Linked DNA regions of Mus musculus: region 1 is linked to region 2. Evidence: chromatin contacts called from public HiChIP or PLAC-seq data. All regions are on one chromosome and are shown on one strand. The core of a region is the stretch at or near the end of the contact, and the rest is flanking DNA. Distances in the headings are between cores, read along the strand shown.

Evidence for each region. HiChIP or PLAC-seq counts read pairs in DNA pulled down with a chosen protein or histone mark.
Region 1: a contact with region 2 is called in an H3K27ac HiChIP or PLAC-seq map of extraembryonic endoderm stem cells. The contact joins two enhancer-like sites. A contact is called at or near these places in 2 of 484 Hi-C or Micro-C datasets (the HPC-7 cell line and cortical neurons), 4 of 115 datasets of contacts at active chromatin or transcription factors (the HPC-7 cell line, cardiomyocytes, extraembryonic endoderm stem cells and 1 more) and 2 of 9 other capture datasets (adipose tissue and pancreatic islet).

Annotation. Positions count from the first base shown.
Region 1 is chr5:75,825,244-75,832,054 of GRCm38.p6, forward strand. No RefSeq gene overlaps it. Among named protein-coding and RNA genes, the nearest start is that of Gm32727, 150 kb to the right of the region's middle. Within about 2 kb of position 1,253, at least 70 of the 459 cell types and tissues checked have an H3K27ac peak or open chromatin away from gene starts, as enhancers often do. A contact at or near this core is called in extraembryonic endoderm stem cells, where this site is marked.
Region 2 is chr5:75,636,479-75,643,419 of GRCm38.p6, forward strand. Kit (KIT proto-oncogene receptor tyrosine kinase) reads left to right here. Exons shown (of 21, transcript NM_001122733.1): 8 at 816-930; 9 at 2,487-2,680; 10 at 4,015-4,121; 11 at 4,221-4,347; 12 at 4,632-4,736; 13 at 4,849-4,959. Among named protein-coding and RNA genes, the nearest start is that of Gm32558, 35 kb to the right of the region's middle. Within about 2 kb of position 4,428, at least 19 of the 459 cell types and tissues checked have an H3K27ac peak or open chromatin away from gene starts, as enhancers often do. A contact at or near this core is called in extraembryonic endoderm stem cells, where this site is marked.

The DNA.
Region 1 (6,811 bases), core at 3-2,502, 190 kb after region 2:
TCGAAAGAAATGTTGTCACTCACTAAAACAAAACAAAATCCACCTATAACAAAAATCCTTTCTTCTGACAGTGGGGTGGTCTCCCTGCAACAAGGCTTTGTTCCATGACACCCTGCATCCACTTGCCTATTTCAGTGATTCCCCTTATCCAATATTCTCCAGTCGCATCTCAACACGGCCACTGGAATGGGGAAGGGAATGGTTGTGTGCTTAATGGGTATTTATGTGTGCTTAATGGGTATTTAAAAGGAAACTTGGAACGTGCACTGCAGTGAAAGAGAGTCCTTAGAGGGGACAAGGTGGCACCCAGAGGTGCCTGGCCACTTGTCTCTGCTAATAAAACCTCCCCCAAGCATCCCACGTGCCTAGTTCCTAAGTGCCATCTGGCAGCTAGATCCTGAGCTCTGCCACCCCTGCATAGGATCCAGACAGGCCCGGTTCACTCCCAACCATTGGAAGTGTATTGACATTTATCACTGGCTTCCACTTCCCAGAGCAGGGAGGCAGCCTGGCAGCCTCGGAGGACCTGCATCTCTGTGGCATCACACCCAGCAGCTGACATGAAGGATTACTGCTCTTCTGTCACCCTTTGGCACATGCTCCTACGATCAGCACTAATGACAGTCACTAGCCTGTACTTAGAACAAGGGGAGGGGAGAGAGAGAGTCCCTCTAAAACCCACACTTCACGCAAGTTCTTCTTTCTAGGACAAGACTACAGCATTTACAGACACAACTCTCATTTTAGGTGTACATATGTGTCTGTTAAAAAAAATAATGTCGTGTTAATTGAACCAGTACCTGTGCATGTGTGTTCACATATGGAAGTCTTAGAGAAACAGCATATAAAAATACAGGCTTATCCCTACAAACGATACCCTAATCTGGCACTAAACAACTGGAGTGAGATTTCATTGTCTGGACACAGATTTTGCTTCTCAGTCCCTTCTGAAGGACAACAATTGTGCTAAGGAGCTAAAACATTTTCCTTCTATTTAAACTCATTGGTGTTCTAATGACACTTTCAAACAAGCTCTTAGCAAAAGGGAAAACCATGACTCAACTTCTGGATACCCTGATAACAGTCTGCGTAAGCCAGAGCTTTCTCAAACATCACTTCATTTATTCAGGTGCTAGTTCATTCTTATGGTCTCTTTTTGTTTTCCAATCACAAGCCATTGTTTTGAAGGTGAACAATGAGCCTTATGCAACCCTGTGCTGTCACAGGAGGAACCTCCCCCCTCCTTATCAGTGATTCTTGTTTATTCTGCTCTTGGAGTCAAACCGTCTTAACTGGCCGGTGAATCATGTTGTGGCCACAGGAAGATGACGACAGCCACAGCTTTTTAAAATTCTCTAGAGAGGAGACCGAGAAGGAAATGCTGTTGGTTGGACAAGAGATGCAGATAGGGAGAAGAGAGAAGGACTCGTGAGAAATGAAGAATGTATATATGCGGGCTTCTATTATTATGGGTGTGCCACCGTGAGAGTGTCACCATAAACCACAGAGCAGCTCACTAAGTGTTATCTAAGGTGAAATGGAAGATATCAGGCCACAAAGGCACAGGCAGAACTCAAATTCCTAGTAAGAGCTGAATTGGCAAGAAGGGGCCAGGAGGCAGGAAGAGTCTATCCAAGCATGTTTGTTGTTGGAGTGACCTTCCTGTCCATGGGTGTTGAGAATGAGCCGGCAAGGATGATGGTCTGTGAAATAGGAACACCAATACTCAGAGAAAGTACGAGCTGGAGGGAAGATGGGCCACTACAAAAAACACCTAAGGACAAGATAGCTGGCAGCCTCTTCCTTCATCTGGAGCCACTTTGCCATCCTGTGCTGCTTTAGGACAAAACTTTCTAACAATTTAAAAATGGCACCCCAAGCCTTCTGATGGGAGGTTAAGCCTTCTAGCCCTGTGGCTCAACAGCCAATAAATGCTAGCACATATTCTCACCGTGGAAACATCAGACTAGAGTCAGAAAGGATTTGAGCAATCTCCCAAAGTAAATACCTTTTTAGGGGTCATGGTAAAAAAAAAAAAAGATTATATGAGACCTGAGCATTATCATATCCCACTGAGATGGCTATAAACTGGTAAAATATTTTCAGAGGACAGCTTGGTGCCCAGAGAACAGTATGTACCAAAAGCCTCAAAATACTGAATACCCTTTGGTCATCAGAGGGAGGAATTGCCCAATAAATCTAGAGTCTTTTTCACAAGGAATAAGCAGTCACAGCTCTGTACAAAGGCATCTGAAATCCCATTCATCCGCCTATTGTTTCTAACAGTAAAAACTGAAACCAATTTAAACTTTGTATCATAGGACTGGATGACTAATTAGCGTATGTTTGAAGCAACATCCTATATAGTCATTAAATAAATATATAAGAATATTAATTAATGGGAAAAGCTGCCCATACTACAGCATTCAATCGCTGATGTTCTAAAATGACTCATTTTTGTATGACACACATATATAAGGCACACGGGGATGATACATCCTCAGTTATTGAGAGAGGCTTTTTGTGCGTAGGAGAATAACATATAGTTTCATTTTCTTTTTTATGTTTATTTTTGACTTCCAACTTTCTATTAAAATTTATTATATTACACTTGAATGCAGATTCCTGCACATTTGGGTGCCAACTTGGATCCCACTCATTGATTTCTGTTCATTATGTTCTTCTTACCCAGCATCTCAGTGTCTTCTCATCCCATGACACAGCTCTCCACTTCTGTCATACCTTCCAGTTCGTCATTCTCCATCACTATAACCCGCTATGAGCTTAGCTCAACCACCCTCCCTCTCACCGGATCCTTATCTTTCCAGCTCTTTGCCTGTGTTTTTCCTCCAAGTCTCCAGCCCCACAGACATGAGCCATAACCTGGGCCTTCACCTCAGCTGGGTCCCCATTTCCCTCCTGACTCAGCTTGATCTCCAAGATCAACGGCTAAACGTTCTCTGCATAGACACTCCATCCCTTACCTCTCTCTTATGCTTCATTTTATGAACTTGGAAACAAACCCAGTGATGGTTAGTTGTAATTCTCTGCCTCTTCTGTGCCTGAATCTGTGCAGCTGAATTTAGCTGGAGAAGCTAAGGTCATTGTTGAGTGTCATTTGAAGTTCAGAACTGCCGACATCAAATGTGAACTTTCATGGTTTGCGCTTCCGTAACCTCCATTTGCATCCTTGCAGGAGGACCCTAATCCTGTCTTCTCATAGCAGAACATGGAAGCAATCAGAAAAGAACTTCAAACACCACCTCCACTTATGTCTTCCTACTCTCCAACCTCTGTGAATGAGCAAACCACTCCCCCAGCCAAAGCCACGCCCTCTAGCTGCCCACCGACATTGCTACCACAGTCCTTGTTCCCTCTGGATTTTTTTTCCTCTTTCTTGGCTTCATCCAACAACCTATGAACATTGTTATTTCTCCCACCCAGACCTTCCTTTGTCCCAGTTCTTCCTCCAACTAACCTCAAGCATTCTTCTCTTGATCACTAAACCCCTGAACAAGTTGTTAATCGCCCTCCATTTCCACCCTCATCACATTCACCACGTGACGGGGCTTTGACACTGTCAAACTTTTCGTTCATCTCTACTTTGCTGAGTCCAGCTGTCAACCTTCGGTTTTCACCCCAGTCCCCATCAGCCCCATCAAGAAGGTGACTATTTGCCACTGCTTAGCACGCTCCTTCCAATGGTGTCATGAGCCGTTCCACTCCCTGTTTTTTCTCCCAACCGGCTGCTTTTTCTCAGCATCCTTTGCTGCTTCGTCCGAATCTCCTTCCCAAGACCCAAGAGCTGCCGGGGAATCTCAAGGCTCAGTCCTTAGACAGACAGCCTCTTGTGTGTATGCATCCCTTTTTCTTTTCCCTTCTCTACGTCAATTTTAAAGTGATTTAATTACTTGTAATTTTATATATACAAGTGCTTGCCTGCATGTATGTCTGTGCACTACAGGTATGCTGGATTCCTATAGAGCTCAGAAGAGGGTGTTGGATCCGCTGGAACTGAAGTACAGAGAGTTGTGAGCTGCCATGTGGGTTCTGGGAACGGAACCTGGGTCCTCTGCTAAAGCAGCAAGTGTTGTTCACTGCTAAGCTACTTCTCCAGCCTGACAGATTTTCCAAATGATATTGGGGATAGCAGAGCATTGGATGCAAATACCTACCCTACACTTAATTACAGCCATGCTCAAAAAGTTCCAGGAAAGAAGATTTGGGGTTTGGTTTGGTTTGGTTTGGTTTGGTTTGGTTTGGTTTGGTTTGGTTTGGTTTGGTTTTGAGACAGGGTCTCAGCTTTGGCTGGCCTTTAATTTACCATGTAGACCAGGCTAGCCTTGAACTCAAAGAAATCAGGCTGCCTCTGCCTCCTGACTGCTGGTATTAAAGATATGTGTTCTCTATAACAGTTTTAAAATATGATATTTAACTTAGTTGCCATGCCTCCCAGTGAGAGGCAGGAGACCTCCCTTTCTGGCCTTCATGACCTCTTTCACGAACAGGTTCTGGCAGCTTCTGTGGCCTGTCATGTGGAACACTTGCCCCTGGGACATGGCTACCATGGGTAAGGCAGTCTTAGCCTGGGGAGCATCCTACATAGATAGGATGGAGGTCCCCAGCTAATAGTTCCACACAGAGCTTCCAGTTTATAGCCAACATGTACGTTCCAAGGCTATCCCAGCTAATGTCCCATGGAATAGAGACAAGTTGCCCCCACCAAGCTATGCCCATCTTGTAGACTTATGAACAGGGTGAAGCTAAGCCGCCAACCTTTGACACAGACTGCCACACAGGCAGAGAGCCCCACCATTGCAATACCCCCAGTCACTCCCTGTTTGCCACTTGGCTGTCTTTGCTGCTCCCTCAACACTCATAAATGTTCTTGTCTGGGAGCCTTGGCACTTGCTCTCGACTTTTGTGTCCAACATACACACCATTGTTTCTCTCTCATTCTCCCTCTCCTTGTACCCCCCCTTCTATCTCCTCCTCTATCTTCCCCTTCCTCTTCCCTTCTACCTTCCCCTCCCCCTCTCTTCCCCTCCTCTCTCTTTCCCCTCCTCCCTACCCCCTGCTTTTGAGTCATTAATCACTCTTATCTTTTCAGGAAGGACTTCCCTCCTAAACTGGCAAACCACAGGTGCTCTCAGCCCCTCCCCCCTTTCACTGGTTTTCTCCAGAGAAGCCGTCAGTGTCTGACACACTGCATGGTTTACTTATTTGGAGAGACCTCAAGTGACAGGAACCATCTGTTTCATCCCCTGCTGAATCTCTGTGTTGAGGACGTGGTCCCTCCTTGACTGATAGACACAGGCTCGCTGCAGATGCAGAGACAGCCTTACTAGTTTGTCCCCTGCCTCCTCCCCATCTCCTCTCCAGGGGGCTGACATCAGGCCTCATGCTTTCTACCTGCCTCCTGGGCTGGAAGTCAGATGCCATCAGGTATTCTCCACACTGACCATGTTCTCCTTGTGCTGGAGACAAGTTCTTTAAATCATATCTTGTGCTCATCTCCACCAGGAGTGATTGTGAAACTTAAGGCTCACACTACCAAGCTTCAGTGTGTGTGTGCGTGTGTGTGTGTGTGTGTGTGTGTGTCTATGTAAGTATCTGAGTGTCTGTGTGTCGTGTGAATGTGAGTGTGTGTGTGTGTGTGTATGTCTGTGTGAGTATGTATGTATGTATGTATGTGTGTGTCTGTGTGTCTGTATGTGTGTGTATGTGTGTATGTATGTGTCTCTGTGTGTGTCTGTGTATGTCTCTATGTATCTCTGTGTGTCTTGTGTGTATTTGTCTCTCTGTGTGTCTGTGTGTGTTTATTTGTGTGTATATGTGTGTAAGTGTATATATGTGTGTTTCTGTGTGTATATGTGTGTGTTTGCCTGTCTGTCTGAGTGTGTATGTGTGTATATCTGTTGTTTTGAGTGTGTGTGTCTGTGTGTATATGTATGTGTCTGTGTGTCTGTGAGTGTGTTGTGCATGTGTCTATGTGTGTGTATATGTGTGTGTTTTTGTATGTGTGTGTCTGTGTGTCTATGTGTATGTGTAGGTATGTGTTTATTTTTGTGTGTATGTCTGTGTGTGTATGTCTGTGTGTATGTGTGTGTATGTGTCTATGTGTGTGTATATATGTGTGTGTGTTTGTGTGTATGTCTGTGTGTGTGTGTATTGTGTATATGTATGTGTATGTCTGTGTGTGTGTGTGTGTGTGTGTGTGTTGAGGATGGGGGCATTATTCACCTGTGTGGTTATATATGGAGACCAGAGGTTGATGTTGAGATATTTCCTCAGTTTCTTGTTCACTTTATGTTCTTAGGCTAGGGTCTCACACTGAATCTAGAGATCACCATTTACAACCCTAGCAGCCCACGAGTCCCCAGAGCCTCCCGGTTACCCCCTTTCCTTGGATTGTAGATGTGTACAGCCATGCCCAGTGTTTACACAGCCTTGAGGATCTGAACCCATTCCTTACACTTGCTCAGCAACCACTTCACCGCTGAGTCATCTCCCCAGCAAGCGCCATTTTTACTAGCAAAAAATAAGAACGTAAATAACGACTGGGCTTGACTTAAATAAAGGAAGCCTTGACTACTGTGTAAAAACAACACCCAAATCCGGACACTTTAAATGTCAATCATTTACTGTGTCCCTGGCTCTGATATGAATGGGGTTGGGGGAGGGGGCCTCAGTGGGGACAGCTTTAGCATCCCATGGTGTCAGCTCCAGCAAATCAATCCAGAGCTGGCATGGGTGCTTGCAAATTTGTGCTTTTAGCATTTAAAGGATCCTCTCCATCTCACCAAACTCT
Region 2 (6,941 bases), core at 3,178-5,677:
AGTGATGTGCTTGGCCTTGCTTCCCATCTCTGCCCGCACGATGCCGGCCGACTGGACTGCTAAGCACACTCATCCACAGAGGACCAGAAGCCTTCCAGGATTAGTCTGCCCCTAGATCCATGCCCTAGAAGTTCACCTTGCTTTCACTTTAGAAATAATTTCCAGAATTTGAAATTGTCGAATATCAATTGATTATTGTAGTTACATAGGGCTGTCAAATTAGAGTCTTCCTGCTGGCACAATTTATGTTTGTGCTGATTATACCCAGGCTGTAGATAAATGCATAAATGAAACTCCGGGGCTGGTTTCTTCCTCCTTCTCTGTCATCCTCTCACACTGCCATTCACGGTTGTGGTCTAAGCTTTCCTGTAAGTACAGCAATCCAGCTCTTACCAGCACCACCTCTTGTATCCCCTGAGAGTATAGCTTCTATTTTTCTACAACAACTTCTAATTTCATCTATTTCAGTCCCTATAGTAACATGAAGTGTCTGAGCAGGTAGGCTGACTTGAAGGCCTATTGGCAAGAAGTCCAAGTTAAGACAGCTGATTTTGACCTGAAGCAGAAGCTAGCCAGGCTGGTCTTGCAGGCTCTGGTCTACAGAGTTCCTTGGGATCCTGATACCTTCAGGCCGATGGGGAGGGTCTGGGCAGCGCTGGACAACATACCCACTGCACCCTTATGCCACCTCTGGGTGTCTCCTTAGCTTTCTCAGTTGCCTCCAGAAGGTTCTAGGGATGAGATGAGAAAGAGAATGGACAAAAATCACGCCGTGGTTGTTCAGCCAACTGATGAGGCTATTTCTCTTCCTGCAGCAAAACCAGAAATCCTGACGTACGACAGGCTCATAAATGGCATGCTCCAGTGTGTGGCAGAGGGATTCCCGGAGCCCACAATAGATTGGTATTTTTGTACAGGAGCAGAGCAAAGGTGAGAGGTTTATTTTTGGCACTGCTTAAAATGCAGAAGGGAAGGGCTATAATTCACTTGAATTTCAAATGTGTTTTCGGACTTGCGATTTATTTTTTTTTAGAATAAAAGGCTGTCTTCTGATTACTCTTTTCCCCCCTCCTATATCTGTGTGGCTTCTTAAGAAGGGATAATGGCTATATTTTTTCTGGTCGACATTAATTTTGTTTGCTGAAAAATGATTGCTGAGTGACTTCTCTATTTGGGTGGTTATCTTTTTGGGTTTATCGTGCAATTTCTAGCCTGCAGGTAGATAAAGCAATTTCCCAGGACAGAGTAATTAGATTTCCATTCTATACACAGGAGGTAATGTGTGTGGGAAATGTGGCTGCAGTTACCATGAAAAAAATTACCTCAGAAGTTAATTGCCAAGTAGCCAAAAAAGTAATGATCGCACAATTACACATACATACAGCGTTTGTGAGCAGTGGGTTTGCAAAAGTGTCTCTCCTTGGTGAGGTGCCCAGCCCCCAAACAAGGAGCATCTGCCTCTGCGTGGCTCAGAGTCCCTCAGAGGCCACACTTAAGCCTTAAATTGTCCTCTCGAATTACCTGAAGATGAAAATGGGGTCAATGTTGCCGGGTTTTTTTTTTTACCCATAAAACACTGTGTTAGACTCCAGCTTTAAAGGCCTAGTTTGGCCTCGTGAACAGAATGGTAGTGGAAGTTTTGTTTATCGTGGAAGATGTTTTAGGACAACATATCAGGATTGATTGTATCGAATTATTATTTTAGTGTGGGTTTTTAGCAGAATGTTTTGTTTGGGGGAACAATAAAGAGGTCATAAAAACTCTGGACGCTGTGAGCTCTGTGCCATGGCCTGAGTATGTATCCCCTGCTCAGCAGAGTGTGTAAATGGAAGCTAACTGTGTGCTCAGTGCTAGTGTGGTGTACACCGTCCAAGGCTGTGCCCTTGTCTCTGCCTTGCCTGTATCCGTATTTTATGGGTGGAAAGAGACCGCATACAGGGCGAACAGCTGACATGTGTAGGTGTTTAGAAGACACCTAGAAGATGGCCAGAGTGGCCATCACCACATGATGGGACCTGCTTCCAACTCTGGATCTCGGGCACCTCCCTCCTGCACCTTTTGAGTCTCTCTTGTCTTCATTCTTCCAATTTCCTCTTCTGATCTTCGACCATCACACATCCTTTCCGAGAGTCTGGCATGGCAGGATCTGATGCTGGCAGCCATTGAGTCAATTTTTGAGTCTTTTGAGTTGGTACAGCCATAGAAACCTAACCCTGGAGAATTCATAGAACCTGGTGGAAGTCACAAGGTTGGGCACTAAGAGTCAGGATGGAAGTCCACATCCAACCTTGAAACCATCACTTCCTCTTCCCGCTCTTCTGCAGTGCCTTGCTCGCTCACAGGGCCCCAGGGATTCCCTTCTCCTCGGGCCATCCTAGGAAAGGGAGTCTGAGTTCCCCGATTTGCCATACAAGCATGCCAGCTCTAGGTGCTGCAGGCTTCTATTTGGCTTACCAGCGTAAGCCCACACTGTTCTCTTGTTGTAGGTGTACCACTCCTGTCTCACCAGTGGACGTACAGGTCCAGAATGTATCTGTGTCACCATTTGGAAAACTGGTGGTTCAGAGTTCCATAGACTCCAGCGTCTTCCGGCACAACGGCACGGTGGAGTGTAAGGCCTCCAACGATGTGGGCAAGAGTTCCGCCTTCTTTAACTTTGCATTTAAAGGTAACAACAAAGGTATATTTCCTTTTAATCCAATTTAAGGGGTGTTTAGGCTCTGTCTACCATACCATAATCTTACATCCATTCCAGTATTGGTCATATCATTTCCAGTAATACCGACAGTACAGCAGTACACCATGCTACCATCAAACGTCACAAACTCATCCCATACTAGTCTGCTGATGAAGGTTTTGCAGTTACTGATGGAATCTTAACTATTTTTCTTTCGCTGGTCTTTGTGTGTTTTTATGAACTTCTTGACAATGAGTAATATACGTACAGTCATAGTTGGGTATACACCAGTATAATTAGGACACGTTGGAAATGTTAAATTCAATTTAAAATTTCAGTTAAAATGAGTTACATTTTGCTAAACATCTGTATCGAAATGTTAACAGTATCTTTTATGTGATCTTGTCAGCAAATGTTTTCTTTTCCTGTTCTATATGTATGTGTATGTATGTATGTATGTATGTAAGTGCTTACCCATCTGCACTGTCAGAATGGTACAGAGCCCACTGCAGGCTGTGTAGATAGCCTCTATGTCTAGCTGTGACTAGGCTTCTTGTCTAGCGACTGAGTGACTAGCAGACCTTTGAAGGCATTGTGGTACACCTGAGATAAGGAAACAGGGCACTTGAGGTTTTTTAGTGCCCAGTTTCTGTGGTGTTTAGCATTGGCCATAGGACTCATGCCAAAAAGCTGTATATCCTCAGTTTCTGGATGAGGAAGGGGACGCATCATAACTCTGCTCTCTGTTGTTAATTTCCCCAGCCAGAGCAATGAAAAGGATGCTTCCAAAATGTCTTTCTTCTCTGTGGAAGACACTTACGTTCATTGTAGAAACTTTAGAAAACGTAAGAGAGCAGAAAGAAGCAAATGTAAATCACCCAGAGAGGCAGTCCATTCAGATGTAGCTTTTCATTAAAAGCAGCATAACGTTAAGTGTGTTACTTCAGGAATGTCAGTTTCTCTGTACTCTGGTTTCAACTTACATCTTTAAAGATGCCTGTGCAGCCAGTAAGGATGTGTTTGTGGGTATTGTGCTCTGCCAGAACACATGACCAGGTTCTAGTCCTAGCACCAAGAATAAATGTAGGTAGGTAGGTAGGTAGGTAGGTAGGTAGGCAGGTAGCTAGGGAGGGAGGGAGGGAGGGAGGGAGGGAGGGAGGGAGGGAGGGAGGGAGGGAGGGAGGGAGAGGGAGAGATGATGTATTTGAATACCAAGAGAAAGCTTTGTTCCCTGAATGTGCCATGAGGGAAATGGTTTAGTTTGGGATAGGTGGTGGTGGCGGCGAGGCTGTTGTCCTGCGGCTGCTGGCTCACAATCATGGTTCCCTTCCTTGCAGAGCAAATCCAGGCCCACACTCTGTTCACGCCGCTGCTCATTGGCTTTGTGGTTGCAGCTGGCGCGATGGGGATCATTGTGATGGTGCTCACCTACAAATATTTGCAGGTGAGCATTGAATTGTTCTCTTCCTGGGGACGCCAAGGCGGCAGGGCAGGCACTGATTGTTCAGCGGGTGACACATCTTTCTTTTCCTTTCTCCTCCAGAAACCCATGTATGAAGTACAATGGAAGGTTGTCGAGGAGATAAATGGAAACAATTATGTTTACATAGACCCGACGCAACTTCCTTATGATCACAAATGGGAGTTTCCCAGAAACAGGCTGAGTTTTGGTCAGTGTGAGGCAGGGGCTTTCCACGAAGAAGCCCTTTTGTGTACGCGTAACCGTGATTTTTTTTTTTTAAGGAACCCGCAGTGGCTTCCTTTGTCTTGTTTCACCTAAAACAAGAAGTGCTTTCTGTCAAACTGCACAGGAGTTGGCAGGGTTAGCAGAAAGAGCCCCGTAGAGAAGTGGCTCCAGACACACATGTCTTCCATTGCCTTGTTGATTTGGGAACCTCACAAACTGTTGGTTGGTCTTCCCACTGACATGACCCTGCCTTCTTCCTTCCTAAAGGAAAGACATTGGGAGCTGGTGCCTTCGGGAAGGTCGTTGAGGCCACTGCATATGGCTTGATTAAGTCGGATGCTGCCATGACAGTTGCCGTGAAGATGCTCAAACGTAAGTGTTTCGGGGGCACTCACCCCCTGTACCCACCACCAGTTTATCTAATAGGTTCTTCCCCCCTGCCCCCACGCTTTGTTTTGCTAAAATACATCACTTTCCCTTTTAGCAAGTGCCCATTTAACAGAAAGAGAGGCCCTAATGTCGGAACTGAAGGTCCTGAGCTACCTGGGCAATCACATGAATATTGTGAACCTGCTTGGCGCATGCACGGTGGGAGGTGAGTCTCGAGTTGCCATCTCTCTGGTTATCAAAGTATGATTTAGGCAGTGCCTAGCTATAAGCTACTTGAGAGATTTTTTTTTTTTAACCAAGCATTTTGTTCTATTTTGCTAGGTTTCGTTTTCCACAGTGTTCCTCAGAATGTAGATTTTTATAATTTCTATGCTGGGAGCCTTCAGACTCATGTCTTGTCATGATTTTGCAATGTAGGTTGTAGTTGTTCCGCTGTGTGGTCGAGTGTTGGAACTACTCATCACAGTTGTGTTTGGTACCCATTACTCAGATTCTTATTTCTCCCCTCCCTCTCCACAGTCCTAAGGACCTCTATTCTGCCCTCAGTGGATCAACATTTTAAACTCCCACAAGCTTTTGGGAACACACAAGGTTTCTCTTTATGCAGAGCCACTTACACCCCGCCTTTCCTCATTAGGCATTATATGTGTGTATTGAATTATAATACTCTCCCCCTTAAATGGCATAAGCAGTGGGGGGCAGGTAGCTTTATATAATGCGGGGGGCCGTAATCAGTCATTTGAGAGTTAATGTTGATTTTCCTTCTATAACTGAGAGTGGCCCCAGCCTCCCAGTTCTCAACTGTACACCAAGTAGATCCAGCTTTTCACTCCCACAAAAGCAAGCTGGCGGCTCTAGCCCCTAAGTCAGAGTGCCACCAAGGGTGCGCAGGCACACTGTTCTACAGAACAAAGCTGTGTAGGGTGAGCTGGTGCTGTCTGTCCTGAGAGAGCCATGGGATGGTAGGCAGCTTAGACAACGTCTCCGGACAGCCCACAGACCCGGCACTCTGCACACCATGAATTGTTCATGCGACAGTATCTACCCATGGCAATTAGTTGCCTGTTAAGTTCGGAACTGCGCTTTTAAACATCCTGAGGAACCACTCGTGTTTTCAAGTAGTCATGCTCAGAAAAACGGGCCGGCCGTTTCAGGGGTTTTTTTTTTTGTTGTTTGTTTTTGTTTTTTTTTTTTTTTTTTTTTTTTTTTTTTTTTTTTTTTTTTTTTTTTTTTGCCACTTTCCAGTATGGGCTTAGCTGGCTGTTCCCTGGTTACTTCCCTACTAGGCTTGCATCTAGGGTTCTTCATTTTCATCATAACATTATGGCGAGGACCCAGAACTGTTGCGCGCGCTCACGACCGGCCAGGAAGAACGACGCTGCTACAGGATCCTTCTGCACACGTTTATTCAGTCCTGTTTCTTCTTTCTCTATATCTCCCTTGTTTATATCTCCCTTGTTTATATCTCCCTTGTTTTTATATCTCTCTTGTTTTTATATCTCCCTTGTTTATATATCGCCCTCGTTTTTATATCTCCCTTGTTTTTATATCTCCCCTGTTTTTATATCTCCCCTGTTTTTATATCTCCCCCGAACCCTGGGCCTCTCACTCCTTTTATACTCTCTCATCCACGCACCGCAGGCCACGCCCCCTCGCCAGTCACGAGGCTTCAGCTAATCAGGGCAGCAGGGGCAAATCTCCACCAAATTGGATTCACCTGTATCCTGGTACACCTGCGCAGCACTCAAGATGTTTGTGTCTTATATGAGGAAGTCAGGTGCAAGTCATATGACTTAGCTGCAGTCCCTGGCGCCTTTGGGACTGCCGCCACACCCGCTCCCCACAATTCCCCCTTTTTTCTTTTTTGGCAGAGAGAATGTCTGTAGATAGCCCCTCGCAGCCATGCCCCTTACCCGTCCTTGGGTGACAAACAGCATTGGTTTGATCCCTGTCTTAGGTTGGTGACATGCCCAGGGAGTCTTATCACTGACTACCTCTCTATCATGCCAAGCCACTCCTGGGGAGATTGTGTTTTGCTTGCGGCAGGTGCATCAAAAGGCCAGGATGTTGATTAATCTATGGCCAGATCTTAATCGCTGCAAGCAAGCCTCATGGGTGAAGGTAGAGGTCTGATCCCCAGTGTGCAAGCATAGGGGCCCTACACAAAACCATCCCTTAGGCTCATCA